Linked DNA regions of Mus musculus: all the other regions are linked to region 1. A link is a contact called in public HiCAR-type and promoter capture Hi-C data. All regions are on one chromosome and are shown on one strand. Each heading gives the region's core, a stretch centred on a gene start, on an enhancer-like site or on the middle of the called end of the contact. The rest is flanking DNA. Distances are from core to core; before and after follow the strand shown.

Region 1 (4,336 bases), core at 1,101-3,600:
TGACTTCACAGAGACTCCCACACCTGCTGCATTCATGCATACAGCATGATTGACTTCACAGAGACTCCCACACCTGCTCATTCATGCACACAGCGTGATTGACTTCACAGAGACTCCCACACCTGGTCATTCATGCATACAGCGTGATTGACTTGCTTCCTGCTTGTACAGCTATCACCTCAGAGTCAATTTCTTAGTGTGGAGTTTGGAATGTGCCCTTTGATCACCTCTAGCAGGTGATTCCAAGTTAAGGCCGGTCTATGTAGTAGACAAGAATTCAAAAGTGCTCGGACTTTATTCTCTTCACTACAGACACAAAGGTGGTGTCACTCAACCAAGATTTCATTCATGAAAGTATTGTTGATTGGTGGTATGTCTCTGCATGGCCACCTGAATGGCCAAATAATAAAACAAAGATGTAAGCAAACAAAACATAACCTCACATGTTCACAAAGCTAGAGGAGAATCAACTACATCCCCAAAGCACCAATTCCCATAAGGAAACTGACCAAATCCTCTAGGCTAGATGGTTCCAGCTCTGCCAGGAGCTTTGCCTGCGGAAGTGGAGAAGCCTTACCTTACTGACTACAAAGAGATCCTCTCTCTTCACCACGCCCTCCTTGATCTTCTCACTGATTCCCATTCCCACCTCGCTCTCATTGTGGTATAAGTAAGCACAATCGAAGTGCCGGTAGCCCAGGTTGATAGCCAACTTAACTGCATCAGTCACTTCTCCTGGGGAGGCCTGGAATATAACCAAACACAAGGAAAGTTTCTTCTGTCAGGGGAACCCAATCCCCTTTCTCCCCCGTCATGTGGGAAAGTATAGCCAAGCAATACATAAATACTCAAATCAGTAAAGCAGTATGAACATCAGCCAGACCAAAAGGTAGAGAATGGAACGTCATAGTCAGAATATGATTAATATTCTGTTCTGCTATCTTTACTCATTCTGGAAACAGGGTGCTTTTCAGCTCTTGCTGTGTTGTGCTTCCCGATTACAGAAGGGCTAAGAACAGCTGGGGCAGGAAGCGGTCTGATATTTAGCACCCAGGGATGCATGAATCAACTGTAAACATAAAACAAGTATCACACACATGGACTCACTCAATATCTGTAGGGTACACACAGGAAAAGCTTAGTGAGACACAGACATTTCCATCAAATATGAAAAGTGTAGCTCAAGGTAGCTTTGAATTTGATCTCTTCCTTGCTTTGTCCTAAATGACTTGGTTATTGGATCAAGGGGATATACATATCTAGCATAGCGACATTATTTAAGATCATCAGTCAGTGTCACATTTGCTATGGTTTTCCATTGCCTTCACATATTTTGAAAGTCATATTCCTGTGTCTTCAGGAGATAGAATTAAATGCTTCAATTGTGTTGGGAGGGTGATTCCCCCCCCCCCACACACACAGTTTTATTTATTTATTATTTTATTGACATTTCTTTCATCTCACATCTCAGCATTCACTATGTGGTACCAAAGAACACTCAAATCACCAAATTGCCAAAATAATAATAATAATAATAATAATCCCATCCTTTTTACAAAAAATTCTGGAGAAACATTTATTTGAAAACCTTCCTATAAACAGAATTTTTAAATTTACTTTTTTATCAAAAACAAAACAAAACAAAACCCCCAAACCATAAAAAGAAACAAATTTTGATCATGCCTCCCCCTCCCCCACAACTTGTCCCAGAGTCAGACAGGCCTATTCAACTATTCAACTTCACGTTCATTATGCCCTACATTCAAAATCAACTGAGCAAGCAGTGTAACTACTCGCAAATATCTCTAATGTCGCTAGTGGACTCCAGAAGTAGACATTACACTTACATCGGTGCAATTATTTAATTATTTTTATTTGGTTTGTTTTAGCATGCAAAGTAGCACGCTTCCTTGTGGCCATTTGACACACACTCGGTTTTGCTGTGCCAAGATGAGTGCCACTAGGCATAAATGATTTTTCGGAGGCTGGGGGTCCGTGATTAGCTCACACAAGGCTAGGTTAACAGCACACTGCTTTATTTAAAGTTAGTCTAACAGCTTTGAATCCTCGCAGGGAGCAGGGTGTTTTAGGATCACAGGAGAGAGAGTCCAACTTCTCCTCTAATCCGTCTGGGGGAAAACCTTAATCAGAGCCCGGGTCTGGAAGGAATCACCCTAGGCAAAAGAAATCCCGTGCCCCTGGCTGTTTTTGAGCATGTACTCATCAGGCTCCGGGACCCTTAGCCCCACCCACACCGGAGTGTGTCCTCACCTTCCAGGTGCCCAAGCCCACTGTAGGGATGTTTTCCATGGTTCCCCTTTGCTCAAAGGCTCAGCCTCTTCCTGCACTTTAGCGGCCAGAGAGCGTTCCAGGGACCTCAGGAAATGCCGTGATAGGCTGGAGTTCTGGCAGTTTAATTGGCTGATGGAGAGGTCGCTTGGTGCTCTGATTGGCTGAGAGCATAGTCCATCTTTCAGGGGACCTAAGCAATTGGGTTTGGTTGTGCTTTATCTCTGTCCTAAATCCTCTATGATCCTAAGAATTCCGTCTCCGAGCAACCTGCCTAAAGCCCAGATCCAGTGCTCTGTCCTTCTTGCAAACAGGCTGTGGTTCAGGATATTTCCTGGACATCAGATGTTTTAGATTGATGATCGTTTCTAGTATCCTGGAAAAAACAGGTTTGACTATATCAGCTGTCTTGAACCTTGCAATGATGATGAGTGCTACTTTGAGGTGATTGCCATTTTAGTAATAGAGGAAATATAATCTGAATATCATTTTTAAGGTGTGTCTTATGGAATTAAAAAAATCAAGATTAAAAATTAAACATCTCTGGAAGATTATTCACTGTAATAAGAACTAATAATAAGGGAGGTCATTTAAAGAGAGCAAATAGTATATAGGCAGATTTTGAGGGAGGAAAAGGAAGAGAGAAATGTAATTATAATTGCAAACAAAACAAAACAAAACAAAAACAAAAACCCAAGGGTCTTCCCACAAGATAATCCCTCAAAGGAATGCCTACAAGACTGTCTCCCAGGTGATTTTTAGGTCTTATTCAGTTGGCAATAATCCTAAAATCACAAGCTGAAACATCTAGAAGGAACCAGAAAACCAGCCCATAAACGCAAAGGTAAATAGCTATTTCGAAAATATTAGCATTACTAAGATGATTAGAAAAATTGAAGATTTGCGTGTTACAGTGCTTAGAATTTTGTATCCTTCACTATGTTTGTTAATAACTTATTAAAAACTTAGCAGAATTCAACAATTTTACAATTTCAACCCAAAGTTTTGTTTTGTTATTTTAATTTCTCTGTTGCCATATTACACATCTGTTCATTTGTTTGAGTTTTTCAAGTGCTCATGGCAGATGCACTGTGGATGTGGAAAACTCTACATCTTCTCCAGTTCTCTTTTTTTATTTATATTTTGTAAAAATGGCAAAGTTAAGCCATTAACGGTCAGACAACTATTTGTAGCTTTCGATCTTTATGCAGATTAACATGGAAGTATCCATTTGCAAGAGGATGTGTTTTCAGATGTTCAATATTATTAGTACTCTCTCTCTCTGATAAGCTTTTATTACTCATAGCGACACTTACACTTTCAGTTCATAAATCTATAGAAATATTGTCCTATCTTTAAATGATTTCTATCATTTCATAAAAGGGTAGTTTGATCTAGGGATGCCTTCTTTTTTAATGGTCATTTCAGATTTCTTAGGTAGTAATTTAGCAGAAACCAATGTTACAGATGTAAATACTTGAAAAACATACAAGCATGCTTTACAAGAAATTATTGAAACCTCAAAATTTGATGAGGTAGTTTATTTTAACACACAGAAAACTTTTGCCAGGTTCTCATGGCAGGCAGAGACAAATATATACACTAACATATACATAATGAACATATACACATGCATATGTATATGTGAATGCAAATACATCTGCTCAATTATCCATTCAATAAACAGCATATTCTGGTCAGTACAAGCAACTTAACAAGGGTAAACCGGAAATATTTGGATGCCATTAGGTTAATTTTGCATATGTATTTAATAAATGTCATTTTAGAAAACACATTTTATTCTTATATATAGGTAATTGTGAGAAAAATCAACAAATTTAAAGGGCAAGCTGGTAACTACACAGGAGACACTTCACCTAAACTTTGGAACTATTTTGCAATAATTCTTCATAATTAAGAAATACAATTGAAGACACACTAATAAGTTGTATGAAAAAACAAAATCATAAGACACATGAACTTTATAAGTTGATTCTTCCTGCCCTCTGGTGGTTGTTTCTCAAAATACAGATGTGTATGTAGGAAT
Region 2 (4,336 bases), core at 933-3,432, 1.9 Mb after region 1:
AATGCAAATCAAAACAACCCTGAGATTCCACCTCACACCAGTCAGAATGGCTAAGATCAAAAATTCAGGTGACAGCAGATGCTGGCGAGGATGTGGAGAAAGAGGAACACTCCTCCATTGTTGGTGGGATTTCAGGCTTGTACAACCACTCTGGAAATCAGTCTGGTGGTTCCTCAGAAAATTGGACATAGTACTACCGGAGGATCCAGCAATACCTCTCCTGAGCATATATCCAGAAGATGCCCCAACCGGTAAGATGGACACATGCTCCACTATGTTCATAGCAGCCTTATTTATAATAGCCAGAAGCTGGAAAGAACCCAGATGCCCCTCAACAAAGGAATAGATACAGAAAATGTGGTACATTTACACAATGGAGTACTACTCAGCTATTAAAAAGAATGAATTTATGAAATTCCTAGCCAAATGGATGGACCTGGAGGGCGTCATCCTGAGTGAGGTAACACATTCACAAAGGAACTCACACAATATGTACTCACTGATAAGTGGATATTAGCCCAAAACCTAGGATACCCAAGATACAAGATACAATTTGCTAAACACATGAAACTCAAGAAGAATGAAGACTGAAGTGTGGACACTATGCCCCTCCTTAGAATTGGGAACAAAACACCCATGGAAGGAGTTACAGAGACAAAGTTTGGAGCTGAGACAAAAGGATGGACCATCTAGAGACTGCCATATCCAGGGATCCATCCCATAATCAGCTTCTAAATGCTGACACCATTGCATACACTAGCAAGATTTTATTGAAAGGACCCAGATGTAGCTGTCTCTTGTGAGACTATGCCGGGGCCTAGCAAACACAGAAGTGGATACTCACAGTCAGATATTGGATGGATCACAGGGCTCCCAATGGAGGAGCTAGAGAAAGTACCCAAGGAGCTAAAGGGATCTGCAATCCTATAGGTGGAACAACATTATGAACTAACCAGTACCCTGGAGCTCTTGACTCTAGCTGCATATGTATCAAAAGATGGCCTACTCGGCCATCACTGGAAAGAGAGGCCCATTGGACATGCAAACTGTATATGCCCCAGTACAGGGGAACACCAGGGCCAAAAAATGGGAATGGGTGGGTAGGGAAGTGGGGGGGGAGGGTATGGGGGACTTTTGGGATAGCATTGGAAATGTAATTGAGGAAAATATGTAATAAAAATATTTAAAAAAAAAAGAAAAGAAAAAAAGAAAGGGAAGTATGCCCAAAGATGGCATACTGAACACAAACACCGAGAATAAATGGATAAAGAGGGAGGGGAGGGATAAGGAAAGGAGGGGGAGAGAGAGAGAGAGAGAGAGAGAGAGAGAGAGAGAGAGAGAGAGAGAGAGAGACTCCAAGACTCATGTGTTAACACTTAGTTCCCAGCAATTGGTGCTTTTAGAATGGTGGGACCATTAGGAAATAGGGCCTTTGGCAGGAAGTTAGATCACTGGGGGTGTCCTTAAAGGGGGTATTGAGGCCTCATTCTTCCTATCTGTCTCTATACTTCCTGGCCATCGTGAAGTGAACAGCTTCCTCTTCCTCGTGTTCCTTCCATGATCTTCTGCCTCAGCCCCTCAAAGCAGTGGGACCAAGAGACCATAGGATGAAATGTCCTATGAGGCCCTTTACCTTCTCAGCTTATTTTCTTCAGGTGCTTTGTCGCAGTGATGGAAAGGTGTTCTCTACAACACTATAAAGTAAGATAATCCATGGCAATAGACAGGACAGCATGCAGTTGTCCCTGAGAAGAGCGTGACCAGCTTCCACCCATCAGAGACCAGCTTTATCTGAAGACAGGAGTGTGAATAAACAAAACCATTCTGGGGCAGCACTTCCTGTCATCTGAACCCCTCTGAACTAACTCTGGACAGTTTTCAAAGTCACTCTGTTCTCTGATACCAGATGAAAAAGTGTGGTCTGCCACCCAAGGCTGACATGCCCAGAAACTTCCTGATCGGTCAACCATGAAAAAGAGAAGATAACAAAGTTGTATTTCTAAATGGAGGCTTGGGTTTGCTACAGTGTGTCATGGGTACATCCCAGAGCTGGGACCTTTTCCTGGCACCTGTATGGATACATAGGCTACAGACAGGGGTAGGGGATGGTAGTGCCTCTACAGGCTACATCCTCATGAGGGCTACCATAAAGTTCACCCAAAGCCTTAAGAAACATAGTGGTTGGGACTGTGAATAATACACTTCATACGGGGAAAACCACAGGGACCTAGAAAGTTCTGAGCAAGCAGCCTCTGAGAAAGTTTCACCAAACCATGTTTTTTCCTTCCATTAATAATCTACACCTGCCACTAGAGGGCACTAGAGTCCCTCTGGCTGGGGCGGTTGCTCAGGGCATTGTAAATCCCTGAAAGCCCTTGAGATGTTAACTCTCCTATGACCCAATTCGGGAACCTGCCAGTATCACAAACGCAATCAGAAGACGTAACACCTGAGTCAGAGAAGTTTCTTGCAGAAATAGCAGTCGCCAGAGTGTCAGTATCTTGGGGACAATTTCTCAGATTTTGTATTGCAGTTCAGAGACCAGTACTGTGCGATGCTGCAGGTTGGTACAACATGGAAATGGAGTCCCTCCGCTGGAAGCAATCTGGGTCTTTTATAATGACTAGGAGGCACACCTGCCTTCTTCACTTAAGGTCCTGCTTTCAAACTTCTATACATTGAATGGTTGGGTTTTGGGTTCAATCCACTGAGATGGGTGGTCTCTTTAGCTTAGAGACTTATTTATTTAAAAAGTTATCAGTGCCATCAATAGGCAGATAGATATAAGCACAGTGGTGTCTCTGAGAAGAGTTTTGGTCCATGTGGCAACGTGAGGATCCCTCCTTAAAGGTTTTAGAGGAAGGTATGGTATTGGGAACTTTCCTCATTTTTGACCACAGTTAGCTGTTGCTGGGAGTAACCAATGGGCGCTGAGTTAAAGGATGTTAGTGATCATTAACATCTTTCCTGATCACCTCTTGCTAAGAAGTTGCCTTAGCTATATGAACCAAATCACTGTACTAACGTTAATTGTCACGGTTCATCAGAAACGAAGGAGCCCTACAAAATGGCATGGCCCTTGCTAACGCACTTGGTCTTAGGCAAAGGCTGAACAGTGGTGGTCTCTGCCTCCTATAGCCACTCCATTGCTGTGACAACATACTGTGACCAAAAAGCAAGTTGGAGAGAAAAGGGTTTATTCAGATTACATTTTAATGATGCTGTTCATCCCCAAATGAAGTCAGGGATACAACTCAAACATGGCAGGAGCCTGGAACCAGGAGCTGATGCAGAGGCCATGGAGGAGTGCTGCTTACTGCCTTGCTTCCCCTGGCTTGCTCAGCCTTCTTTCTTACAGAATCCAGGACCATCAGTCCAGAGATGACAGCATCTAAAATGTGCTGGACCTTCCCTCTTTGATCGCTAATTGAGAAAATGCCTTACGGCTGGATTTCATGGAGGCATTTTCTTAAATGAGGCTCTTTCCTTTTATGTCTCAAGTTGACACAAAACCAGCCTGTACAACACAGTCCAGAAGAAGGACAACCATGACTCATAACATGTGCAGTAGCTTCCACGTCTTTGAAAGCGTTCCCATTTGCTGTCTGTTGTTCCCATTGGCAGATCCCATGGAGGCAGTTCCCTCTTTTCTGAGTGACTCTAGTTTGTGTCATGATGACACAATAACCAACACAGAACCCAGACCTTAGGCCAGTGGCCCATTGCACATCATACAAGAAGATAGAGGCTTAGGCTAGGGTATCAAAGGGGCCTGATCCAGCACTCACACCCTCACTTATCACTCAGCAGACTAAGTGTTCACCACGGAGCGGCTCTGAGCCCTGGTGGCATTCAGATCAGCTTATTCATTTCCTGTCTTTGATGAGGGCTCTGAAGTTATCTTTTATCTCTCTTCTAATACTGTAAAGATGGTCTCCATCTTTTGATCCCTAGGATTTTTTATAATCCTTTCCAAGAATTAAAGCATCTAAATTAAAATAACAAAGAAAATAAGAAAGGAAAGAAATTATTGTATCAATTATTAAAAAGCAGTTGACAGCTAAGCATTGTGGCATAGGCCTGTGATCCTCTAAACATTAGAGGCCAAAACAGAACCCCAAGTCCAAGGCCACTCTGGGCTACAGAGTGAACTGAAGTCTAGCCTTGAATGTGTACTGTACCAATGTCACTTTAGATTTTCATATCTTTGGTGCCAATGTCCCAAAGAACGGTGTAATAAAATGCAAACATAGTGCATATTTGAGGGGTATGGCTGTATATTCCTTTGCACAAGAAAACTTTAGATGGTTTCTCTTTAGTTGGTGAAGCAACTTTG
Region 3 (4,336 bases), core at 1,047-3,546, 1.9 Mb after region 1:
CTATATATGTATATATCTCAAAGGCAGCCTCGGTGATAACCCCAGAACCTCATATCGGGAAACAGAAGACTATTCTATAACTCTATTCCTGAGGAGTCATGAACAAACATCTACTCAAGCCAAATAGAGAACCCACAGAGACCACAATAAAGATATCACCTGTCTTAGTCAGGGATTCTATTCCTGCACAAACATCATGACCAAGAAGCAAGTTGGGGAGGGAAGGGTTTATTCAGCTTACATTTCTGCATTGCTGTTCATCACCAAGGAAGTCTGGACTGGAACTCGTACAGGGTAGGAACTTAGAGGCAGGAGCTGATGCAGAGGCCATGGAGGGGTGCTGCTTACTGGATTGCTTCCCCTGGCTTGCTCAGCTTGCTTTCTTATAGAACCCAGGAGTACCAGCCCACGGATGGCACGGCCCACAATGGGCCCTCCCACCCTTGGTCACTAATTGAGAAAATGCCTTACAGCTGGATCTCATGGAGGCATTTTCTCAAGGGAGGCTCCTTTCTCTGTGACAACTCCAGCTTGAGTCAAGTTGACACACAAAACCAACTAGTATAGCACCAAAGTCCAACTAATAAGCCATGGTTTATTAGAGTTACCTAGAGGAGCAGAAATAGCTCAAAGACAGGTACATCACCAAAAGCCTACCCCCCACCGCCAACATGGGTGACAGCTCACAAAAGCTTCAAACTTGAAGCTCACAGTATAACAGGCAGGCAGCTAGAGAGGTTGTAGGGTGTCTACTTCAGGCAGTTAGGTGGTTTGAGCCTCTTCTGGAGAGCTCAATTTGTCTGAGTATGTCTCTCGTCAGTCTTTACTGCTTATACCTGCTTGGAGAAGGAAATTCTTAGTGAATCTGGTTAGTTTCAGGAACTTCCTAGACTTGTTGAGTTGTTAACTTCTTGAATTTTATTAGCTTTTTCTGCAGGATAGAAGGTTGTACCTCTGTCTCAGATAGCCAGAGTCTTAAGTAGCTTCTCTCCAAGGAGAAATATTTAATTTCTGAGGAAACTGCTCCACAGCAAGGCTAGGTCATACAGAACCACACAGTCTGCCATGGAACCTGCCTCCATTCTCACAAGCTCTCCTGCACACACACGCGGATGCTATAATTTGAGATCCTGAGAGAATCCTCGAGGTATGGCTGGCCAGGAACATCTTTACCCTAAGAGAAAGACTACTGTACATTTGTACATATCAGAGTTCACTATACTCTGAAAGAGTCTTCCTTGAAGAAAGGTGAAAGCTTGCAGGACAAGCAGTACCACACTGAACTCACAAAGTGATATAGCTCCATCCTGCTAGCATCCTGAAGAAGAGTGAGATGGACATTGAGGGCAAAGGGTTAGTGAAAGATCCTGAGAGAGAGCGAAAATTATTTAAGCCCCTAGACCTGTGTCATTAATGGCAGGGAGTAGAACTTGCCCCATTGTTGCAGGAAATGTTTGTACAGAATACTCTAACCATTCCTTAAATCCATTATGCAAACTTGCTAGCTTGCCAAATGCTATAGCCCAATGCCAGGTGTTTGCGGTTTCTGCCTTTATAAACCCCTTACCCCTTGAGCTCGTGGTCGACTCCTCTACCCCTGCGTGGGATATGAGTCGTCCCCAGTGCACTGTTCTTTCCCGAATAAACCTCTTGCAGTTTTCATCAAGACCATTTCTCGTGAGAGATTTGGGGTGTCACCTCTCCTGAGTCAGAACGTGGGGGAGTCCTCACGTTGTGGGTCTTTCATTAGAAGTCAAGGCACTGAGATATTTGAGATTGTATAGACCATAGGTATATTTGTGGGGTGTATATTTTCTATTTATATTCCAAGTAGTATGCATAGATTTTTATTAGACTCTGTCATGGTCCTCAACTTTCACCTTCACACATTCCCCTCCTACATTACTAAGTGAAGGAACGTCAGTTCTTGCTATGAATCACAGTCACCGGTAAGCAACTGAGATTTTGTGTCAACTTCTTGAAACCTGGAAGAAGCCCAACTGCACTTGTGTTGATTTGTGTAATGGCACTGGGGTCTGTGGTATAGGAAGTCACTGAGTCTGCCAACTCGTGCTTTGAACATGACTATACCCCATATAATAATTACATATATGCATTTCAAAACTGCTAGAGGATGCTATGCGCTGAGTGTTTGCTATTCCAAAGCTCATCCTGCTCTTTATCATTCACTGACGTTGACCCTTAATGAAGAGGGAGACAGCTCACTTCCTTCAGCATCTAAAGAAGACAGTGTTTACTGCAGCCTCCGAGGAGATAATTATCGGCCGCACTGCCACCTGCTGGAAGACTCAGAAGAAAGCTTCCTTCCCTTCTTGGAAAAACCCCTGGGGAGAGAGCCCAAGAGACAAAGGTCACCTGCGATGAGTTTCCCCAGCAAGACTATAACTTGAGACTTATTTTCAAAACCAGCCTCGTCCAGTCCATTCAGAATGCAGAGCCCCTCCCAGGAGTTCTTTCTGCTCAGTGGAGGCTGAAACTGATGGGCAGTCAGCCAGGAAGTGCCTGAAGCTTTGGTTCAAAAATGAGATTCAGAGCATGTGTTGGACTGTGACAAGGGAAGTGAAGGACATCGCTCATGCTCACACATGCCTATGCCTGGGTTGTTCCTCTCAGAGGCTCTGTGGTACACTCCCACCATGCACTCTCTCTCCTCCTCCATCTCCTGAACCTTTCTCCCTCCCTCCTCTCTCCATGTTATTTATCTTCATCTCTCTTTATGTCACCACAATGTCTAATACACACACACTATGCAGGTTCACACATACACCCAGATACATACCTGCCCACACATACACACAGCATTATCACCACACGCATGGACACACCATACAGACACGTGTGTTCACAGGTGTGCCAACGCGCCTCATAGGCAGAGAGAGTCTTGAGGTCGGCAGCTTACTATGCAGGCTGTTAAGCTCTCATAAATACCTAGAATATCAAAAGACAGATTTGTCCAAGACCTGTGCATTTCCTATTTGTAGTTCACTAATTGTCTACTTTATGTGACTGCTAATGCTTACTCAATATGCAGGAAATTGACATAATGACAGAGTTGGATGTGTTCTCGGCCCTGGGGTTCTAATATGCCTGATTTCAGTCAGCATGCATAAACGTGGAGTATTCAGGGTCTCCGACATGATGAGGAGTTTACGGAGACTGGATTGCTTCTAGAAACACCCAAGACAACGAAACATGGCATGATATGATTGCCATGGTAACGAGGGTATTCCAAATGAAAATCACTACGGTGCATCACTAATTTAGGGCTCCACTAAACACCAAATAATATTTCTCTTAAGAATGCTGAGCTGTGGTTCCTGGTAATGCAGGGTCCTGTAGCAAATGCCACACTGCAGAAGAAAAGTACAGGGGAAATTCTCCGCATACTGTGCAGGGTTACTGTGGATACCCCAAGGGTGGGAGTCAGACCACATCCACTCATGGTGGTTCATTTAGAGAAGTTCTTAATATATTGCAACTGCGACATACACTAGTAATTTTCCAAACCTGGGATTTGGTTTAGAAATCAGCTCAAATCTGGTTGGCCCTTGTGTCTAGTCTAAGCTGAATCATTATTCCTGCATGTGGCTCAAACCGCATAATGGTATAAGAGGTGCAGGCATGAAAGGAACGTGTTAGAGGCACAGCTAGGAATCCGCAGCCAAGAGAGGCCCGATCCTGTCTATTTTCACACCCTGGCTGCTCATTGCATATGCAAAGAAGCAGCCTCAACTTTCTCAGGTCACACAGCATCAGCCTCGTGCCTCAAGCTCTTTTTCATTTTATTTGGATTGGTTCAAAGAAGAGGCTCCTTGCAAATCCTAATTCTCACCTCTGCAACGACAGGGCTAAATTAAAAGAAGAGCATTAGTCTGGTTTACTTTTCTTTCAGGGGTTTTCTAAGAAATGTTCCCTTCTATTTCTGCCCTCTGGTTCCTTTTTGTCTCCCTTAATAGTTGCCCACTGAAGGTCAAACACAGAAGACATGAAGCATAATGCGAACAGCGGGGATCCCAGAGACACACAGCCTGCATTCCGAAATCTACTTTGACTTTGAACTTGGCTTTGGAAAAGTTACAATTTGTTTTCAACCTGATCAGTAAAATCGAGGTCAGCTACATGAGAGGTGACTGGGGTGTGTCCGGTGTCCTGTCCATGCCCGCTAAGTGCTTGTCAGTCTCCATATGCCCTGCAGCCTACCTGAGGATTGAATGGGGTCCTTATGCTAGACCAAGTGGGAGCCTTTAGAAATCTTATAGACCCATTAGAAATCACCCTTACACTGCCCTGGAGAGTATCCGAGGGTTCTGTCCAC
Region 4 (4,336 bases), core at 898-3,397, 1.6 Mb after region 1:
CTGACTCTATTTTGCTTCTGCTTCCATGTCATCTGTCAACATGAATTTTCAAGTGAAGAAGCAGCCTACAGAATGGAAGAAAATCTTTGTTAGAACGCAAGAAGGTAAACCCAAATGCCTCATGGAAGCCTTCCCCTCTGGCCCTTCTTCTGGGGCCCTGAGCACTGAGGGCCAGCACATCTAACTGTGGGGCAATCATTGGATGCTCAAACAACTATTTATTTTAGATGTATTATGTGTATCGATTTGTGTGTGTGTGTGCGTGTGTGTGTGTGTGTGTGTGTGCGTGCGTGCGTGCGTGCGTGCGTGCGTGCGTGCGCGCGTGCGTGCGTGCATGCGTGCGTGCGTGCGTGCGTGTGTGTGTGCGCGCGTGTGTGTGTGTGTGTGTGTGTGCGTGCGTGCGTGCGTGTGTGCGTGCGTGCGTGTGTGTGTGTGTGTGCGTGTGCGTGCGTGTGTGTGTGTGTGCGCGTGTGTGTGTGTGTGTGTGTGCGTGCGTGTGTGTGTGTGTGTGTGCGTGTGTGTGTGTGTGTGTGCGTGCGTGTGTGTGTGTGTGTGTGTGCGCGTGTGTGTGTGTGTGTGTGTGTGCGCGTGTGTGTGTGTGTGTGTGTGTGTGTGTGTGTGTGTGCGCGTGCGTGCGTGTGTGTGCGCGTGTGTGTGTGTGTGTGTGTGTGTGTGCGTGCGTGTGTGTGTGTGTGTGTGTGTGTGCGTGTGTGCGTGTGTGTGTGTGTGTGTGTGTGACATGCCATGATGTGCATGCTAGTGTCGGAAGATGACTTACTGGACTCCTCTCCTTCCATTATGTGAGGCCCAGAGATTGAACTCAGGACAACTTTCAGGATTGAATTTCAGGACAACTTTCCTGAAGGACATTTTCCTGCGAAGCAGTTTGACAGTGGCTTTCAGCTTGGCAGCAAGCTCCATTAGCCACTGAGACACTTCAGCCACTCCCCTAGTTGGTTAAAATTTAAATGTTACCATATTTACCTCTTAATATGCCCCAAATGTTGTTTTATTGGAGTTGAAGATTTTCATTTAATTCCAACTTCAACAGATCGTCTTCCAAGAAGTAATTTTACTCTCGTAGATTTTCTTTCTATACAACAAAGTATACTCTCAGGTATTGCATATCAAATCCAGCCTCTTAGGACTTTCACTGTTAACCTCATTTTGTTTGGAAGCTATTTCTGGGATCTCACTCCATCCTCCTCTTTACTCCCCTGGCCTGTGTGGTTCATTGAGAGCGTGGTGATGTGACATAAGGAGCATAGTACAGAAAACAGGCAGGACATATCACAGAGTCAAGTGAGATACTCTCAACGTGTGATGGGGAGTCATCTCAAGAGGGAACATTGCAAAGGAAAGCACTTTCAGAGGTGAGAATGGACATGGACCAGAGAGAATGGTGTCCTGTCTACATGCTTTAGTGGAATATCTACAGTTTCTTAATATTTCAGGACAACTTTCCTGAAGGACATTTTCCTGCGAAGCAGTTTGACAGTCTCCTTTGCGTTACCTCTTAAGGCAGGGAACAATGGTATGTTGTTTTTTGGTTTTGTTTTTTAAATCATCATCTGATAGTCTTTGGAGTGGTTTTGAATGCCATATCATTACAAAAGACAAGAAATTTAGGAGTCAGATCTCATTCTTTTGAGCAATAATCAAAGTCTTGCAGATTTAGCTCTTGTTTTGACAAGCTGTTGATTATGAAGGGGTCTGTCCTCAATAACCTCAAGGATGCTAATATCTGACTAGCCAGCTAGCTGACAATAATGTTATTTTTTGAGTTATCTGATATGCAACTATTGACTAGAATAAACTAAATAATAGTGCTTATCGCATCATCGCTTGAATTAGAAGGGAGGATCCACGTTGGGGACAAATGCCAGAATCAAAGTCTGGTGTCTCCAGAGAACAGGAACAAAGAAATTCTGCTGTATCAATGTTTACTGTTAAAGGGAATTTAATCAGAGTGCAATTGATATCGTAAGAACAATTTCTTGGTTGCATATGACTATATTTATCTGAAGGCATTACGTACACACACACACACACACAAAATAAGGGAGCAAAACACCACAGAGCAGCTTCTGCTTCTATTGCCATCCGGACTCCTCCCCCACTGTGTTATGAGAAACATCAGGGTCTCCACATTCTGAATGGTGCTCACAGGAAGTTGCTTTGTTTAGAACACAAAAATCACTCATGGTCCAGCTGCTTTCCCTGCTGGACAAAAAATGCTTCAGAGATGATGTAATGAAATGTATTTGAATAAAGTCCTTATACTGGTGGGAACTATTTTAAACTGAAAGGAAAGAATTTCTCTTCAGTGATGATCTCTTGCTCCTCTGAATGCACTTGAAGAATTCTTCTATATCTACTGTTTTTACAACAACTGAACCCTGCAACCTAGCAGGATTGAATTTAGTCCAATGATATAAAATGCAATTATGCATGGCTCTGGGGGAGCCTTCTCACCCTGTCATTCTTCCACACCATCAACACTGAACTGTGATTTGCTGGAATATTTGGTTTTATGCCATTGTAGATTGCTCTCCTTAGCTGTGGAATTTCTGGATTCATTTATTATTTATAAATAGTGCTATGTGTTCTGCCTAGAAGTGCTCATTGTACTTGGGTGGCTTGGGAGTCCTCTCTGGTGAAGTCAGTCTTTGATTTCATCAGGTAGTACTCCCATCCTAGACTAAATACACTTAGCAACAGGTCAATTCGATAATCTCTTATATGGTATCACCCAAAACAGTGACATATATTTACTTCACTTTCCCAGATCCATTCTTTAGCCAGTTACTTAATTTTCTCACCATCATTAACCTTCTATGTAGTAATGTTATGCAAGAATATAATTCTTATCTATTTATTTGTATGAATATGAATCCTATCACACAAAGAGCAGCATAAGAAAATAAATATGGAGCACTTTGACCAATGCACTGAACAAAATTCATACCTGTCATTCTCCCTTTCTGTCTCTGTCTCTGTCTCTGTCTCTCACTGTCTCTCTCTCTCTCTCTCTCTCTCTCTCTCTCACACACACACACACACACACACACATACATACAGAAGGTGCATAGAACGCAAGTCCCAGGAGTGTCTCTAATCTAATTCAACACTAAAAGCCCACTACTAAAGTATGTGGCCAGCACACAGGATGCAAGGCTTCCTGTGTGCACTTTCCACCACATCCCTGTATCTAGTTTGTCAAGGAAGAAGCTGTGTGGAAGATAAGTATCCATCACTGTTATCTGAGGTCTTATCTCTAGCAGGCAAAAGGTGCAGTCGGTCTGTGGTTCCTAATGAGTAGCTCTAACTTAAGGGGCCAATCTTTATCTACTAAGTCAAGTACTCTGAAAATGTACCTGATGCCAGAATCCTCTCTTAACAAACTATCTACGTGATTCCTTTAGAGTCACAAGCTGAGTATAGGAATACCCACTGAAATTTTTAACTTCTTGTGTTGCAGAACAAAGAACTGGACCAGGAGCACACAGACAGTGACTAAAACAATTTATTAAGAATGAAGAAATCAGCCCCAAAGAAAGGGGAGGGCTAGAGAACTGGGTCTGGTCCAATGCTCAAATCCTGGGTCTTTCCTTTCCAACAGAAACACATACCAGGATTTTCTATGTCAGTAAGTAGAACTTACTTTTCATGACATGTGTACATTGCTTTCTTTGGGATTGCATCCCTTGTCTCTTATACAGAGCCCTGATGGGACAAGTTTCTGCAAAGTGGTTCCTTTCGCACATTAACCTTGATACTTTTCTTCTATCTATGCTTTACACTCTTGCTTCAACCAGGAGAAACTGTAAGGTTCTGGAAAGAAAGAACTAAAATTACTTTCAGCAAGAAACTTCCTAATAGGAGTCCCAGAACTAAATGATATTTAAACATGACTAGATATTCTAAGAACTAGAGCCACTGTTAACTCTTTCTCTTTTTGAAAAAGAAAAAATACGACTCTTAGCACCAAGAAGTAGAAATGTAGGTTCAGTGGAACATCAGCATAAAACAAGCAAACAACAACAACAAAAACAAAGAAAAAAAAGTTATACGTAGGTTTCCATGGAAGCTCTTATTCTGGTGGTTTGGGTTGTTAAGAATGATACATAAACTGCTTCATTCTTGAGTCTTCATGGACCATTATGGTTTCAATGTAAATGTTTCTCACAAGCACATGTGTGTGAACAATTGCTCTACAGCTAGGAGCAGTGCTGTCATGAGAAATTGGGAAGCTGTGGAATCTATTTTCTGATTACAGGAAATAGATTACCTGGGAAGGGAGGCTCAGGCCTTGAGAATAACAGCTAAACCCCTT
Region 5 (4,336 bases), core at 1,331-3,830, 1.5 Mb after region 1:
AGTCTATTTTTGTTATTATGTTCTTAATACCTTTGTGTCAATTACAGAACTTCTCAGGTCTTGGAGTCAGGCAGGGTCTTCAAATATTCCTATTCAAATACAACACTGTTGAATGTAAAATATTGGTAAGCATTATGATAAGAAGCAATAATACATTTATATATATAATCTTTATATATTAAAATAAGGCAAAGTAAAAAATTAAAATCAATTACATTTGATCATGACACATGTTGTATTAGAATAGTTTTATTCTTTTGTTTTTTCCCTTGTTGAGAGAATAATATTTGATTTTTTCAATATTAACTCATAGATAACATTCATTCTTGAAAAGTATTATTGGTGTGATTATAAATCTTTAACTTTAATATTATCCCATACTTGAAAACATTTTACAGATGCAAATTCTAATGTACAAACATGATAGCTGTGTCTTTTTCTCACTAGAGTAAAAGTGGGAATCGTGTTCAAATGTGGCCATGGGGCATGTTCATATTGGCTCCTCTTCTTCTATTGATCTATTTTTGTTCTCTCTTCTGGTTTTCCTCTGCCATTTTCACAGGACTATCCTATAGCATTATGGCTGTTATGGATTTCTCTGCAATGGTTTGCATATTTTTATCTGCACAGAACATCACACTGACATGTCTTCCCATTCAGTGGTATTGGTATGGCATCCTTCGAGAGGTAACTTCATCACAGGGCTCCACCTTAACCTATGTGATTGGCAAACTTGTAAAAGTACTTGACTGAGAGCATTTTCTCTTTCTTCTCATCTACCTCCCTCCCTCTGAAGTCACAACAACCCCTTCACCAGAGAAGAAAGTCTTCCCGCCACCAACAGAATGAAATACCATTGCATGATCTCAAATCTCCAAGCTCTAAAACCATAAGAGATACATCTACATTCTATATATGTTATTCACACTCAGCTCTTCTATTAGAGCACCACAAAAGGATCCTAAGGGATTCTTGTTGTCTGATTGGGTAGTTTTGATTAAATCATAGGTGATAAGTGGGGGTTGGCAATGTCTCCGGCTAGGTAGAGTTGAAAACACCTTTTCCTCCATAGTGTGTAGCTAGTTTTTATAAAGATTGACCAGGCAATCCTCAAAGCTCCAGTTGTCATAGAAGTATGGAGTCATGACCATGTTGAAAGTTTTACTGAGACTTTGCCATCATACTGTTCTTTTATTTCCTGGCCTTGTAGGCTCTATTGACCCATCTTTCTGCCTAGGATCTTGTGGACAATTAACCTACAAATAAATACATGAGTGTTCTTCCAGTATGTTAAACTTCTTCCCCCAATTATCCAATAAAATGTTTGAGTGTAGAAAAGGTATGTGAGCCTCAAAATGCCTTCTATTCTCACTGTAGTTAGTTGAGAATTTCAAGGAAAGGATTTTTAATGTAGCCTTTGGGAGGGAAGAGGACATCTTTCCAGGTGGAGTGTTGCTGGGAAATGTTTCCCTGCTGGACAAGAGTTATTTGTATGTTACATTATTATGTGTCCCCTGTGGGGAGGGGGCTGTAGCCTCCTGGGTTTCTGGTACTTAACCATTTTATGCTCTATGTGTTTTTGTGAGTGAGGATGTTTTGGACCACTTACTGTAAATGAAATTACATAGTAGGTCCCATCTCTCTTTCTCTCTCTTATCAAATCCGATGCCAGGTTATATTGTTAGTTGTAATAGCTACCGCCTACTCATTTTTTAATCACATTTTGAGTGAATTATAACAAAGAAAACAATGTAACTCATACCAACAAAAAATAACACAAAAAACTTCCTTTCTAATATGGGATGGTTTGGATTTATTTAGAATTCACCAGGCACCGGAAATTTTAAGGAAATTTAAAATTAATTCTCTCTCTATTTGTTTACGTCTAGGACATGCATGTTAGTGCAGCTGTGGAATTCATAATTTTATATTTCTATCACTATAATAATATTATTTCCCATGGAAAATACAGTGTTTTGACTTCTAAATATGCTCATTTAATTATGCATGGCCCAAAAGCAATTTTTTATTAGGTTAAGCTCTGATGTCTGATTAAAGTCGATAGCTGGCATCCTTTAGGGCTTTCTTAAGCATTGGCTGGAGTGGGAGCAGAATGCTTAAATTGCCTAATAGGAAAGAATTACAGGCTATCGCCAGTCAGCCAACATGCACTTGCATAGTTAACCTTCAGATAGCTGAGACTCTGCAAGGAAAACACCACCACGCTGGCTAATAAAGCCCATCACAATAATGGTGTCAATCTGCCCTCTCATTAATAACCCAGCAAAGAGCACATTTCTTTTGCAAACATTCCAGATGGATTTCACAGAAGAATACCAAGTCGACAGCAATGTTGTAAGAGGACCACATTGCACACACCAATTCTGCTTTCCAACTCACTCCTAAGACTGGCAGATAGCCCGCTCTTTGCTGCAGGAGTCCAAGTAATGTCAGAATCCTCCTGGCCAAGATCATGCAAGGAACTAAACAAACAAACTGATCTCCAGCCCTAAGTTAATTCTCAGCTCATCTTTCCCCAATTCGGTCAGGTTTTAATCACTCAATACATTTTAAAGGATCACAGTTTGTAAACAAAAGTGTTTCAGATGCCAAAGGTCATCTGATGCAATGCCAGACAGGGGATGTCCCAGTGTATCTGGGCCTTTTGGCAGAAGCTTACATGATTTACAGGAATTTGCAGTCAGCAAATTACTCAGCAGGCACACGTGAGACTGCACATAGGCTAGAGTTCCACAGCTGGAATCATTTAATCCAATTGTTCTAAGCTTTTGCCTCTAAGCTGGGGGGAGGGGCACTTCGTTAAGGTAAGATCTTCTTTAGAAGCCTGATTTTCACAATGGGTACAAGCAAGGTGGAGCTAACAGAAGGCAAGGGGTGAGGAGGAATTGGCTGCTTCCCTTCGGGGAACTGGCATCCTTGCCCCACGCCCAGCCTCGCACCCCACCCCCCTCCCCACCTCCACTAGCACTTCCTTTTATCTCTCTGAGAACTGTGCAATGTACATTTTAGAAAAGGCTGTGAGCATTGGTTGCGTTTTACATATCTAATAACGGGCTTTTCAGACAGAAAAATGCTTTTTAGAGTGAGGGCTTTTCAAGTTAAGTCAGGTTATGTTTCTGTATGAAGTTCATCTCAAGACCTTACAGCTGACATTTATTTCTTGCTCAGAGAATATCTGTTGTCCGTATGGGTTGCTGGCTAAGACTGGATTCTCTAAGATGTGAATCACTACCCTGGAAGCTTCTTGTGGTCTCTGATCTCAATACCAGACTCCATGGTCGTTCCTGAAGGGAAAGTAGGGTTGAAGGAAGAGGATATGGCCTTTTTATGTCAGCAATCAACAAGCAGCATGTGTGTGTACCTCTGCTCACATTTTGCTGATCTGCCCTTCTAGAAACTTCCCTATTCACAGGGCTCCAAAAGTCAATTTTGTGATTCCGAGAAGGACAAAAAAGAAAGAGAAATGTAACTAAATAAATGTTATTTATACCGTCAAGACATGGTCAAGCAGGAGCTGGGTAAGCTCTATGGTCTTCTGTTCTCCTACAATAGTATAGTGATGCCTGGCCTTGTGTCCAGGTAATTATCTGACATTGTGCTCACTAGTTTTATGTCAATTGACACAAGCTAGGGTCATTTGAGAGGAAGGAACCTCAGTTGAGAAAATGTCTCCATAAGATAAGGATGTAGGGACGCCTATAGGGTATTTTCTTAATTAGTGATGCATGGGTGAATGTGCATCCCATTGTGGATGGGGCCACTCTTAGGCTGGTGGTCCTGAGTTCTATAAAAAAAAAAAATCAGGCTGAGCAAGCCCCAGGAGCAACCCAGTAAGTAGCATCTCTTCGTGGCCTGTGCATCTGCTCCTGTCTCCAGGTTTCTGTCTTGTTCCAGTTCCTGCTCTGACTTCCTTTAATAATGAATGATGATGTGGATGTCTAAGCTGAGTAAGTACTTTCCTCCACAACTTGTTTCTCATCATGATGTTTCATGACAGCAATAATAACCATAACTAAGACAGATTTTTTTCTTTTTTTAATGAGGGTTGAGGCTTGACCCTAGGGCCTTAGGCATGGTAGGTAAGTGTTCTGCTGCTGAGTTTCAGCCCCAGGCCTTCATTTGACATTTTCTGGAGCTGACTGTTTGAGTTTCGTTGAATGCTACACTTTGGTGGATTTCCACAATCCCCCACAGGTCAGGCTGGCCTAGAACTGACTGTGCAGTCTTTGGGAACCTCTGACTTCACCTTGCGTACAAGGATATGCGACGTGTCTACTCAAGTATTCTTTGGAATAGACTATGTTAGGTTTTTATT
Region 6 (4,336 bases), core at 127-2,626, 1.3 Mb after region 1:
CATACATAGGCCTACAAACCTGACAAGCCTATGGTTCTGGCACATGCTTCTCTTCTAGACTTCGTAAATTAAACAGAAAAACTCCCCTCAGCTTATTTTACGTACTTGACAACTTTTAAAAGGATACTATTCATTAAAAATTATATTCGAAGTTGTTATAATTGGATTTTTATTCAAAAATTTTAGTCGCTCGTTTTTTTTTTTTTTTTTTTTAGATATCATGGTGTGCTTTGGTAGATAATTTGTATGAAAAAAATTGTCATCTTCAACCTAATTTGAATTGTTTACACATCCATGGGAAAGCCTGTTAACCTTGGTGAGACATCTCCGAGACTGCCTTCTACGAGATAAACAGATTTAAACCCCATTAGCAGCAAAATCTGCATCTTCTTTGAATTAAAACTGTGCAACAAGAAAAAGGGGAGTTTTAAGCTGTGAATGTCCAGGTCTCCAAGTACAGTGTGGCCATGGCGCCAGGTCACGGATGCGATCTTAAAAGCTGCATTTTCAACTTTTGAGTGGGTAAAATTCATTCCTGAGAACTGAGTGTTTTTGACACACTGGTCAGGTAGGGGGCTTTTGAGATGCTCTACCGTTTCCCCCTCTCTGCCTGCGTAAGAAGTGGGGGTATTTTGGTCTCAGGCTCCTGTCATCCTCCGTCCTAGACAGAAACTACCACACAGTGACTCTGGAGTACCAAGTCCCCCTGCTGTTCGGTCTTATTGTCCCATCGCCACAGGGAAACCTGCGGGCACGTTTGCGCCCACCCCGGGGCACCTCTGCATCTCTGAGTATGGAGGGGACTCCGAACAAAGAGAGAAATCAAGGGACCAAGGAGAATGGAGGGTCAGGGAAGGATCCGGGAACACGGGAACCCAGCGGGAGGAAATGAGGGGGATCGGGAATATGTCTGCTATCTTTGGTCTTTTTGGGGGGTGCCGGTCCGTGTGACCGGATCAGAAGGTGCAACCGGGCAGCCGGGCGGCGGGGACAGGTGCCCGGTTGCCCGGCTAGGCTCCCCCAGCTCCGGCCGCTCCGGCCGCACTTCTGCAACGTTGGGCTGTACACCTCCCAGCGCCGACTCCTTCGGTGCGCCGTAGCCCTCGCCTTATATACCCTGCTAAAAATAGCCTGTGAGACGTCTTTCCAATCAGCGCAGGCCGAGTTCGAATTGCACCAATAAGGAGGCCTTTAATGAAGAGGCTCGGTCACGCCAGGCGGGGCCGCTGTGTGTCCGCACCGGCGATTGGTGCGAGCTGACATCATCGTCGCGCAGCCCCGGGTACAGGAGCGGCAGGATTGGGTACCGTGGGGGGCGGAGCTCCAAGCTGGTCACGTGGGGGGAGAAGGGGGGAGCCAAGCGGGGGAGGAGGGGGGAGGCTGGCAGCGGAGCTTTGAATAGGGAAGTTTTGCAGGGGTTACGCTTGCAGTCAGTCCGCTGTTTGCAAATATTGCGTGGGCTCGGCGCGCTGCGGGCTGCGGGAGGGTCCGGACCCGGCGTCCGATTGCAGCGCCATCCAGTTTGCATGAAACTTTCACCTGCGCTCCCGGGAACAGTTTCTGCTCGGACTCCTGATCGTTCACCTCCCTGTTTTCCCGACAGCGAGGACTGTCTTTTCCAACCCGACATGGATGTGCTCCCAATGTGTAGCATCTTCCAGGAACTACAGATTGTGCACGAAACGGGCTACTTCTCGGCTCTGCCGTCCCTGGAGGAATATTGGCAACAGGTAAATACGGATTTTTTTTTTTTTTTCACCTGCCCGGTACGCCGAGGAGGGAGTCGCGCGGAGGAGCAGGCAAGATGGTGTGTGCTTGGAAGTGCATCTTTTTAATGATGATTAGCATTTGCCTAATTAAAAATATAAAGTAATGATCTTAAGATGTCCTTCTGCTGCCTGGAATGATGAAGGCACTGTAGAGCGAGCCTTCGGGAGCGAGGAGTAGAGTTGTCATTTGTGTGAAGGCGAGCTCTCCTTCCCACTACGTTTTTATTTCTTCATTTTTTTTTCGTGTTTTGCTAATTCCGAGCTTACGAGCAGCATACACCTGGGGGGGGGGACCCCAAATTATTCTGACCGATCCAGACCTGAGCCCTTGGCACAAGTTTGGGGTTTGTACCAGCTCCAAACTCCACAGCTGGACCCTGTCATACGAACGAGCTTGCCTTGACTACCAAAAGATTTGATTTAAGGATTTTGGTTTTGTTTTGATATTTGTATGTCCCAAATTTAAAAGTCTTAACATTTTGCTTGCGGAACGCAGTAGTTCTTTTTGAATTCAAGGCCATTTGCAGTTTCTTTTCCGTCTGGATAATTTCTTATCATTCACGTATGCCTGCCTTGTTTTTCTTACCTGCTTTTCTTGTTGACTGCGCGGCGGGTGTGTGTGTGTGGGGGTGCTGTTTGCACACAAGTGACTTGTCAGTCATATGACAATGAGTCCATTCCTAGTTGCTTCGGGTCTTACTTTGGGCAAGAAAAATCTCTAATTCCGGCATTTTAGTGGAACTAGAATTTGGGGCAACCGGAATAAAAGAAACACCCCCTACCCCTTCTAAGTCATAGGATTCTGTGAGTGGCAAAAATATTCTCAAACACTTTCACCATTGTCTTTAAAAACGATGATTCTGTGGCCGTCTCTCTACCCTTCTGGGTATTTTTTTTCCTCCAAGTGAATTAGCAGATCAAATAAATTCCGTCGGTTTCACAACCTCCCAGGCTTTAAAACCCAGGAAAAGCGAAGTGTTGGCTGAAACCTCCCCATGCCGGCTTAATTGTTCACAATCCTCTCTGCCTTTCTCTCCCCCTCTCCATTTTTCCTCCTCAAAGAAGCTGCTCCCTGGGACGTGATTGAAATTGATCTTAGTAGTTTCCTTTAGGCATTTGGGATTTGGGCAACTAGCCAGACTTGGCTCCTGGTCCCCTTCAGAGCCTTTTAAACTCCCAGAGAGCTTCGATCAGGTCCCCACTGCTCATCAGCATACTGGCGATTTTAAATTAGCCAGTTGATTAAAGTTTAACAAGATCTTCATAAATGTCTTCGCCATTTCTTTGGAACATCAATAATAGGTATCGCCGCTTCGATTCCTAATACTGTACACACTGTAACAGACATCGAATTTTGGGGGGAAATGGAAAACAGGCACCCCCTCTTCCTTAGCTTGCTTGTGCTTGCTGTGTGAGGCCGGGACTTAGGATGTGTATACTGTGATAGAAGGCACATTGTTTAGTAAGCTTTAGCCCTTTTGCTGGTAGCCTGTGCTCAAGATGGTCTGTACCCTGATAACATTTTTTTGTTGCAGTTTAGTGCCGAAATTTCTGTCTGTAGAATAGAATACACAGAGGCACAGACGGCCTTATATGGGCATGCAGGCAAAGCTAGTGAAAAATCAGGGCCTACATAATTGAATCCTAAAATCTTTCCTACCGTTTTTCTTTTCCAGTGGCTAGAAAGTTTGAGATGGTGGGGAGAGGGGATTGCTGATCTCTGCAGTGTGTAGCTCCTTGAAAGGTTGGTGGCAGGGCTGGGAAGGGGCACCCTGTTATGGCACACTGCATGTATATTTGAGCCGGGTCCTTATTTGGCTGCAGGTCAGAATTTCAAAAGGAAGTCTCCTTTGGCATTGCGTGAAAGAAAAAGGAGTGATGACTCATACTGTTGTACCCTTGGCCAGGAGATAAAGTCCTTGTTCATTGTGGGACTCCCAGAAGGGCCAGGGAGTAATTTCCCCTTTCCATCCTTTACAATAGCAGATAGCTACTCTGGAAGAATTCACTTCTGTTGTCAAGGTTTCTTGTTTCCCTGTGGCCAGTGCAAAGAAATCATTAAAGTTTGGTGGTATCCATAGTCCTGGACTTGGGAAATGACATTTAAAAATATGCATGTGTATATGTGTGTGTGTGTGTGTGTGTGTGCGCATATATATATATATATATATACATATATATATATATATATATATATATATATATGCATATGTATATGTATATCTCTTAGGTCCCAGCTACACAGAAAATGAGAGGTTTCTTTTCAAATGTATCGATGCCCATGAAGTGAATACAGACAGCTATCTGCTGCCTGTTCTCTGACTACAGCCAGCCCTATATTGTCAGCTGTGCCCCCCAAGTGGGTCTTCAGACCACACTGCACGCTGTGCAATATTTCTGTCCTGTTGGGTGAATACTCTTGGATGGCTAGGGCTCTCTCATTGATGCTCATAGTTCTAGAGACTGTCAGAGGATCTGGTTAAACCTGTTAGGTTGGTGGGAGGGGGAGTGATGTGTGTAAGGCTGGTTTTCTTTGTGTGGCTTACCAGGATCGTCATTAGAAATGT
Region 7 (4,336 bases), core at 651-3,150, 1.1 Mb before region 1:
AAAAAGCTGGCTGAGATTACATATGGTATGTATATAGTATGTTAATGTAACTTGTTTTTTGTTTGTTTGTTTTTTCAAGACAGGGTTTCTCTGTGTAGCCTTGGCTGTCCTGGAACTCACTCTGTAGACCAGGCTGGCCTCAAACTCAGAAATCTGCCTGCTTCTGCCTCCCAAGTGTTGGGATTAAAGGCGTGCGCCACCACACCCAGCTTCTTAATGCAACTTTTATTCTCCTGTGTAACTGTCATCTGGGAGACTTACTGCTCCTTTCTGCCAATGTAGGCCTAGTCGCAGAAGCTTCCAGCCTCCATACAATCTAATGTAGCCCTAGAATGTTTTCAGCCTCTGAGACTTACTGCTGAATAAACTCACCCTTTCTAGTTCTTTCTGAACTCTGGCTGGATGGTTCAACTCAGCTGTTCTGGTTCAAACTCCTCTCCAAGCTGACTGATTCAATCTGGCTCCTCTCTGCTTCTTCCGAATTGCTCTGCTTGACCTTTAACTATAGCAATCTGTTTTGGTTTTTCGCCTCTTCTTTGACTCATTCTGTCTTTACTTGTGTCTAATTTGTCCTCTCTGCAACCTGTCCCTTTATAACTGTCACAGTAAAACTGCTTCCTCCTCCTCTTCTGTACTGCCTCTTAAATAGCTTCCCTTCCCTCTCTCTTTTGAGAGCTGGGTATAACCTGGCAAACCTTTCTCTGATTCAGTCAAGCCACTCAATTAGACATCACTGTTAAACATGGGTGCTTCCTTCTAATAAACTAGTTTTACCTTTGGAATCAAAGGTGTGCACTTAGGGTGTGCCTGTATTCCAGCAAGATTAAAGGTGTGTGCTAAGGGCCGAGGCACAGCACAGCTAGTTCAAAGCCAGTGGAGCTTGATGTCCAAGGGGCCTGCAAATGTTGCTTTAATGGTCCTGAGGGTTACTGGAAGGTCTACTTTGCACCCTGACAATTCTGTTGTCCAAACAAAACAAAACAACTCTGAAATTAATTAGATTCAACAAAGTTTTAACAAGGATCAGGATCCAGAACCAGGCAGCACACCAAAGATGGTTCAGAAGCCCCACCTCTAGTGTGGTAATTGCATGTAGAGGCTGAAACACAGCAAACATACAAAATATAGTGCAATTCAGCATTTGCCTTTATAAGCACATTTTGGCAGCCTTCAGCCTGAGAGACTAGTTGAAGCCCAGTTGCTTGGGTACCAGGGTTATCAACTCTTAAATTTATAACCTGCTTTGCATCACAAGCTAGAATGCGGAGCATTATATAGGAAAGCCATTCTGGACCACATTTTACCTAAAGCATGGATACCAGTTTAGAACACATTTATTTGTTCGAACAGAACCATACAAGTTTAAAGCAGGGCACACAGAATCCTGAGGTCTTCCCAGCCCCGCGCGGGCAGGGGCAGGGGCAGGGCCAGGAGCCAAGCTGCAGAGGCAACGAGGCTGCCAACCTTCGGAGAGGCTGGCGTCCTCACGACTTGGCCCCGCTCGGCCAGGGCGATGCACGTACACCTCTCAAAGTCCCAAGGGCGGAGCTTGGGCTCCGTGGCCCGAAGCCTAAACAACCGTGCTCCATCTCACACCTTGGCGCGAGAGTCAGGCACGTGGTAGCCCAGCTGCAGTTTCCGCCTTGTTCCTCCTATTCAACTAGACCCTCAGCTTCGCATGTCGCCGCCCATACCACAGGAGCACAAGACGGGTGAAATTTAAAAAAAAAAAAAAAAAAAAAGCGCAAAACCGGAAGCCAAGATGGCAGCAGTCCGCCCTTCTCTCGCGAGAGGGGAACGAGGGGGGGAGAGGTGGGGTTAAGGAAATTCACCAATGAGAGAGCAGGATCCCCTTGACTGACGGCGCCGTCGGCCTCTCGCACGCCCCGCCCCGGCGCCGGAGCTCGCTCTCCTCACCCCGCGCTCTCCCCGCCTCCCCTCCCTCCCCTCCCTGCTCTTCTCTTCCCGTTGAGGTGGCGGCCGGCCTCTCCTCCTCCTCAGCTCCGTTTTTCCTCTCCTCGCTTTTTCCCTTTCCCCCCGACCCCCGGGGCCCAGAGCGGCCGGACTTCTCGCTCCCTTCTCTACGGCGGCCTCCGAGCCCCCGCGTGCGCTCCTTTCCCCGCCATGAATGAGGAATACGACGTGATCGTGCTGGGCACCGGCCTGACGGTGAGCTGCGGCGGGCTGCGGGGAGACGCGGCCGGCCGGCCTCCGCCGGGCCCGGGGGCGAGGGCGGGTCCCATCGGTGTGCACGAGCCTCGCCCGCGCCCGAACTGCCGGTGTCTGCGCCCCCTTGGGGGCCGTCCCCACTCGCCCGCGTTGAGTCTGGGATAGGGAGGTCGTGGCTTGTTGGGATGCAGTGATTTGAAGGCGTCGGTAGTGTGTTAGGGAAAACCAGGATGTGGAAGCCGGGACGTGTCCGTGGGAAGCCTGCCCATTGGGAAGTTGAGGGCAGAACCGCCCAGCAGCCGGAGAGAGACAGCCTCGTCCTCCTGCAGGAAGGAAGAGGACCGGGAAAACAGCTTGTGCTCCTTGCACTTCCCCTTTGGGTGAATGACCTCTCCCGCTTGGAAGCAGGCAAGCCCTGGACCGAGCGGGAGGGAGTCGCTGCTGGCGCCTGCACTTCCTATGTAAGTGGCGAGTAGCAGCAGCAGCAGCAGCAGCAGCAGCTTACTCAGCTAGTCTCAGGGCGCAGAAAGCCAAACAGAAGGATGATCGCTGATCGATAATTTGTCCTAGAGTTTGGCCAACTTAAGTTTCTAGAGAAAATCATGAAACGAGTTTCTTTAGGAAAAAAACAAACACCCTTTTTCTAATTGCTTCACTGCCCTCTCATCCACTCGCTTGAAATGGGAAATGAATTTTCTCAAAACTTGTCTGTTAAATACTTTTCACGTCCGGCCCGTGCTTCCCTTTTGTTTGGTTTATTGCGTGCCGCCACAGTTTCTTGAGAAGGGGGAGGCTAAGTTCTCTGTACTTGTTACACTTCTGGGAGGTTAGAAAATAAATGCGCAGTGTGAATGTACTGGTATGTAAATGTAAGGCGGTCCCTAATGCTCCAGTACGTTTTCGTCAGTATCTATCTGCTTAAATATGGGAAAAATATAGACAGGTTTTTATACTTTGTGCTTTCCCCCCGGCCCCCCACTGTGACAAAAGGGCTGATCTTTTGCAAAAAGGAGTTGGGAAGAGAACCGACCATTTTGAATATCAATTGCGGTGTGTGTGTGTGGGGGGGGTATTGAATGTGAAATTATGGGTAAATTACTTCATCTGGAACATTGATGTATGGATCCCATATGTCTATCCATCAAATGTCCAAGTCATTTAATAAGAGCCCCACGGCTTTCGACTTTGTTGAAATGCATTGGCATTTCTTTCTTTCTTTTTTTTTTTTTTCCTCGAGACAGGGTTTCTCTAAGTAGCCCTGGCTGTCCTGGAACTCACTTTGTAGACCAGGCTGGCCTCGAACTCAGAAATTCGCCTGTCTCTGCCTCCACCACCGCCCAGCTTGCATTGGCATTTCTTAGAATCAAATTAATATCTTTAAGATAAAATACTCGGAAATAACTGTTTTAGAGAAAACCTTCAAGATTTTTTATTCTACTTTTTTTCTTTTAATACTTTTAGGAAAAGCTTATTTTTCTCTTTGAAGTGATGAATGATTGCTAGAAGAGATTATTGAATTCTGACAAGTTCTCACCTTGTAGCTCTGGTTGTCCAGGAATGCAGAGCTCTGCCTATCCCTGCCTTCTGGGTGTTGGGATGAAAGGCAAGGCCAAGATGTTCTGCTCAAGGCTCAGTAACATGTGACTGCCCAGAGAGTAGACTGGAGATAGACATCATTGCTCACCTACAAGGCCATCTACTTAACTTTGAATGAATGACTGAATTTCTTTTATTTTTTTGAGGCAAGATCTTTCTCTGTAGCCTAGCTATACTGGAACTCCCTATATAGATCAGGCTGACCCTGAATTTAAAAGATATTTCTACCTTCTAGCCTTCCCAGTAGTTGGTCAGTGCTTGGATTAAAAGGCACATACTGTCACACCCAGCCATTGGAACACCCACCCCCCACCCTCAACCCCGTCAGTTGGGGAGACTTGAATGGCTAAATTAATCACTACCCAGGGCTCTCTGCAGGTTGACCTTTTTTAGTGCCTAATTGGGGGTTCCGGGCATAGTAAGTAGTTTGTGATGGTGGCCTGTTAGTGGGCCCTGTGGCTGCCAGCATATTGTGAGAGCCAATTATTTCTCTTTTATATTGTCATTGCTAATACTTCACATTTGCCCATTAATAGGGTGGGTTGAGTGTAGCTAAGTGAGCCCAGAGGCT

What was found. Promoter capture Hi-C pulls out the DNA fragments that hold promoters and counts their contacts. HiCAR-type assays count read pairs that join an accessible place to other places.
Region 2: a promoter capture Hi-C map of hippocampal neurons shows a contact between it and region 1, with 15 times the contacts expected there. The contact joins the enhancer-like site here to the promoter of Akr1e1 in region 1. A contact is called at or near these places in 9 of 39 promoter capture datasets (the 3T3-L1 cell line, the C10 cell line, cranial neural crest and 6 more) and 2 of 115 datasets of contacts at active chromatin or transcription factors (bone marrow-derived macrophages and large pre-B cells).
Region 3: a promoter capture Hi-C map of hippocampal neurons shows a contact between it and region 1, with 16 times the contacts expected there. The contact joins the enhancer-like site here to the promoter of Akr1e1 in region 1. A contact is called at or near these places in 19 of 39 promoter capture datasets (the C10 cell line, the HPC-7 cell line, HPC-7-derived erythroid cells and 13 more), 2 of 484 Hi-C or Micro-C datasets (cerebral cortex and uterus), 3 of 115 datasets of contacts at active chromatin or transcription factors (astrocytes, double positive thymocytes and large pre-B cells) and 3 of 9 other capture datasets (adipose tissue, embryonic stem cells and macrophages).
Region 4: a HiCAR-type map of astrocytes shows a contact between it and region 1, with 7 times the contacts expected there. The contact joins the enhancer-like site here to the promoter of Akr1e1 in region 1. A contact is called at or near these places in 8 of 39 promoter capture datasets (the 3T3-L1 cell line, the C10 cell line, cranial neural crest and 5 more), 1 of 115 datasets of contacts at active chromatin or transcription factors (astrocytes) and 1 of 9 other capture datasets (embryonic stem cells).
Region 5: a contact with region 1 is called in a promoter capture Hi-C map of liver, with 5 times the contacts expected there. The contact joins the enhancer-like site here to the promoter of Akr1e1 in region 1. A contact is called at or near these places in 9 of 39 promoter capture datasets (the 3T3-L1 cell line, 3T3-L1-derived adipocytes, embryonic stem cells and 4 more) and 1 of 115 datasets of contacts at active chromatin or transcription factors (astrocytes).
Region 6: a HiCAR-type map of astrocytes shows a contact between it and region 1, with 5 times the contacts expected there. The contact joins the promoter of Klf6 here to the promoter of Akr1e1 in region 1. A contact is called at or near these places in 13 of 39 promoter capture datasets (3T3-L1-derived adipocytes, HPC-7-derived erythroid cells, cranial neural crest and 8 more), 3 of 484 Hi-C or Micro-C datasets (B cells, olfactory sensory neurons and rod photoreceptor), 3 of 115 datasets of contacts at active chromatin or transcription factors (astrocytes, microglia and pancreatic cancer cells) and 2 of 9 other capture datasets (adipose tissue and macrophages).
Region 7: a promoter capture Hi-C map of the HPC-7 cell line shows a contact between it and region 1. The contact joins the promoter of Gdi2 here to the promoter of Akr1e1 in region 1. A contact is called at or near these places in 5 of 39 promoter capture datasets (the 3T3-L1 cell line, the HPC-7 cell line, liver and 1 more), 1 of 484 Hi-C or Micro-C datasets (rod photoreceptor) and 1 of 115 datasets of contacts at active chromatin or transcription factors (pro-B cells).

Annotation. Positions count from the first base shown.
Region 1 is chr13:4,606,814-4,611,149 of GRCm38.p6, forward strand. Akr1e1 (aldo-keto reductase family 1, member E1) reads right to left here and starts at 2,351. Exons shown (of 10, transcript NM_018859.2): 1 at 2,272-2,351; 2 at 578-745. The coding sequence starts at 2,310.
Region 2 is chr13:6,513,384-6,517,719 of GRCm38.p6, forward strand. No RefSeq gene overlaps it. Among named protein-coding and RNA genes, the nearest start is that of Pitrm1, 33 kb to the right of the region's middle. Within about 2 kb of position 2,183, at least 16 of the 459 cell types and tissues checked have an H3K27ac peak or open chromatin away from gene starts, as enhancers often do.
Region 3 is chr13:6,467,220-6,471,555 of GRCm38.p6, forward strand. No RefSeq gene overlaps it. Among named protein-coding and RNA genes, the nearest start is that of Pitrm1, 79 kb to the right of the region's middle. Within about 2 kb of position 2,297, at least 50 of the 459 cell types and tissues checked have an H3K27ac peak or open chromatin away from gene starts, as enhancers often do. A contact at or near this core is called in adipose tissue, astrocytes, cerebral cortex and 2 more, where this site is marked.
Region 4 is chr13:6,249,049-6,253,384 of GRCm38.p6, forward strand. No RefSeq gene overlaps it. Among named protein-coding and RNA genes, the nearest start is that of Gm35615, 38 kb to the right of the region's middle. Within about 2 kb of position 2,148, at least 30 of the 459 cell types and tissues checked have an H3K27ac peak or open chromatin away from gene starts, as enhancers often do. A contact at or near this core is called in astrocytes, where this site is marked.
Region 5 is chr13:6,057,426-6,061,761 of GRCm38.p6, forward strand. No RefSeq gene overlaps it. Among named protein-coding and RNA genes, the nearest start is that of Gm46401, 140 kb to the left of the region's middle. Within about 2 kb of position 2,581, at least 101 of the 459 cell types and tissues checked have an H3K27ac peak or open chromatin away from gene starts, as enhancers often do. A contact at or near this core is called in 3T3-L1-derived adipocytes, astrocytes and liver, where this site is marked.
Region 6 is chr13:5,860,113-5,864,448 of GRCm38.p6, forward strand. Klf6 (Kruppel-like factor 6) reads left to right here and starts at 1,377. Exons shown (of 4, transcript NM_011803.2): 1 at 1,377-1,730. The coding sequence starts at 1,527.
Region 7 is chr13:3,536,175-3,540,510 of GRCm38.p6, forward strand. It overlaps Gdi2 (guanosine diphosphate (GDP) dissociation inhibitor 2), which reads left to right and starts at 1,901. Exons shown (of 11, transcript NM_008112.4): 1 at 1,901-2,169. The coding sequence starts at 2,125.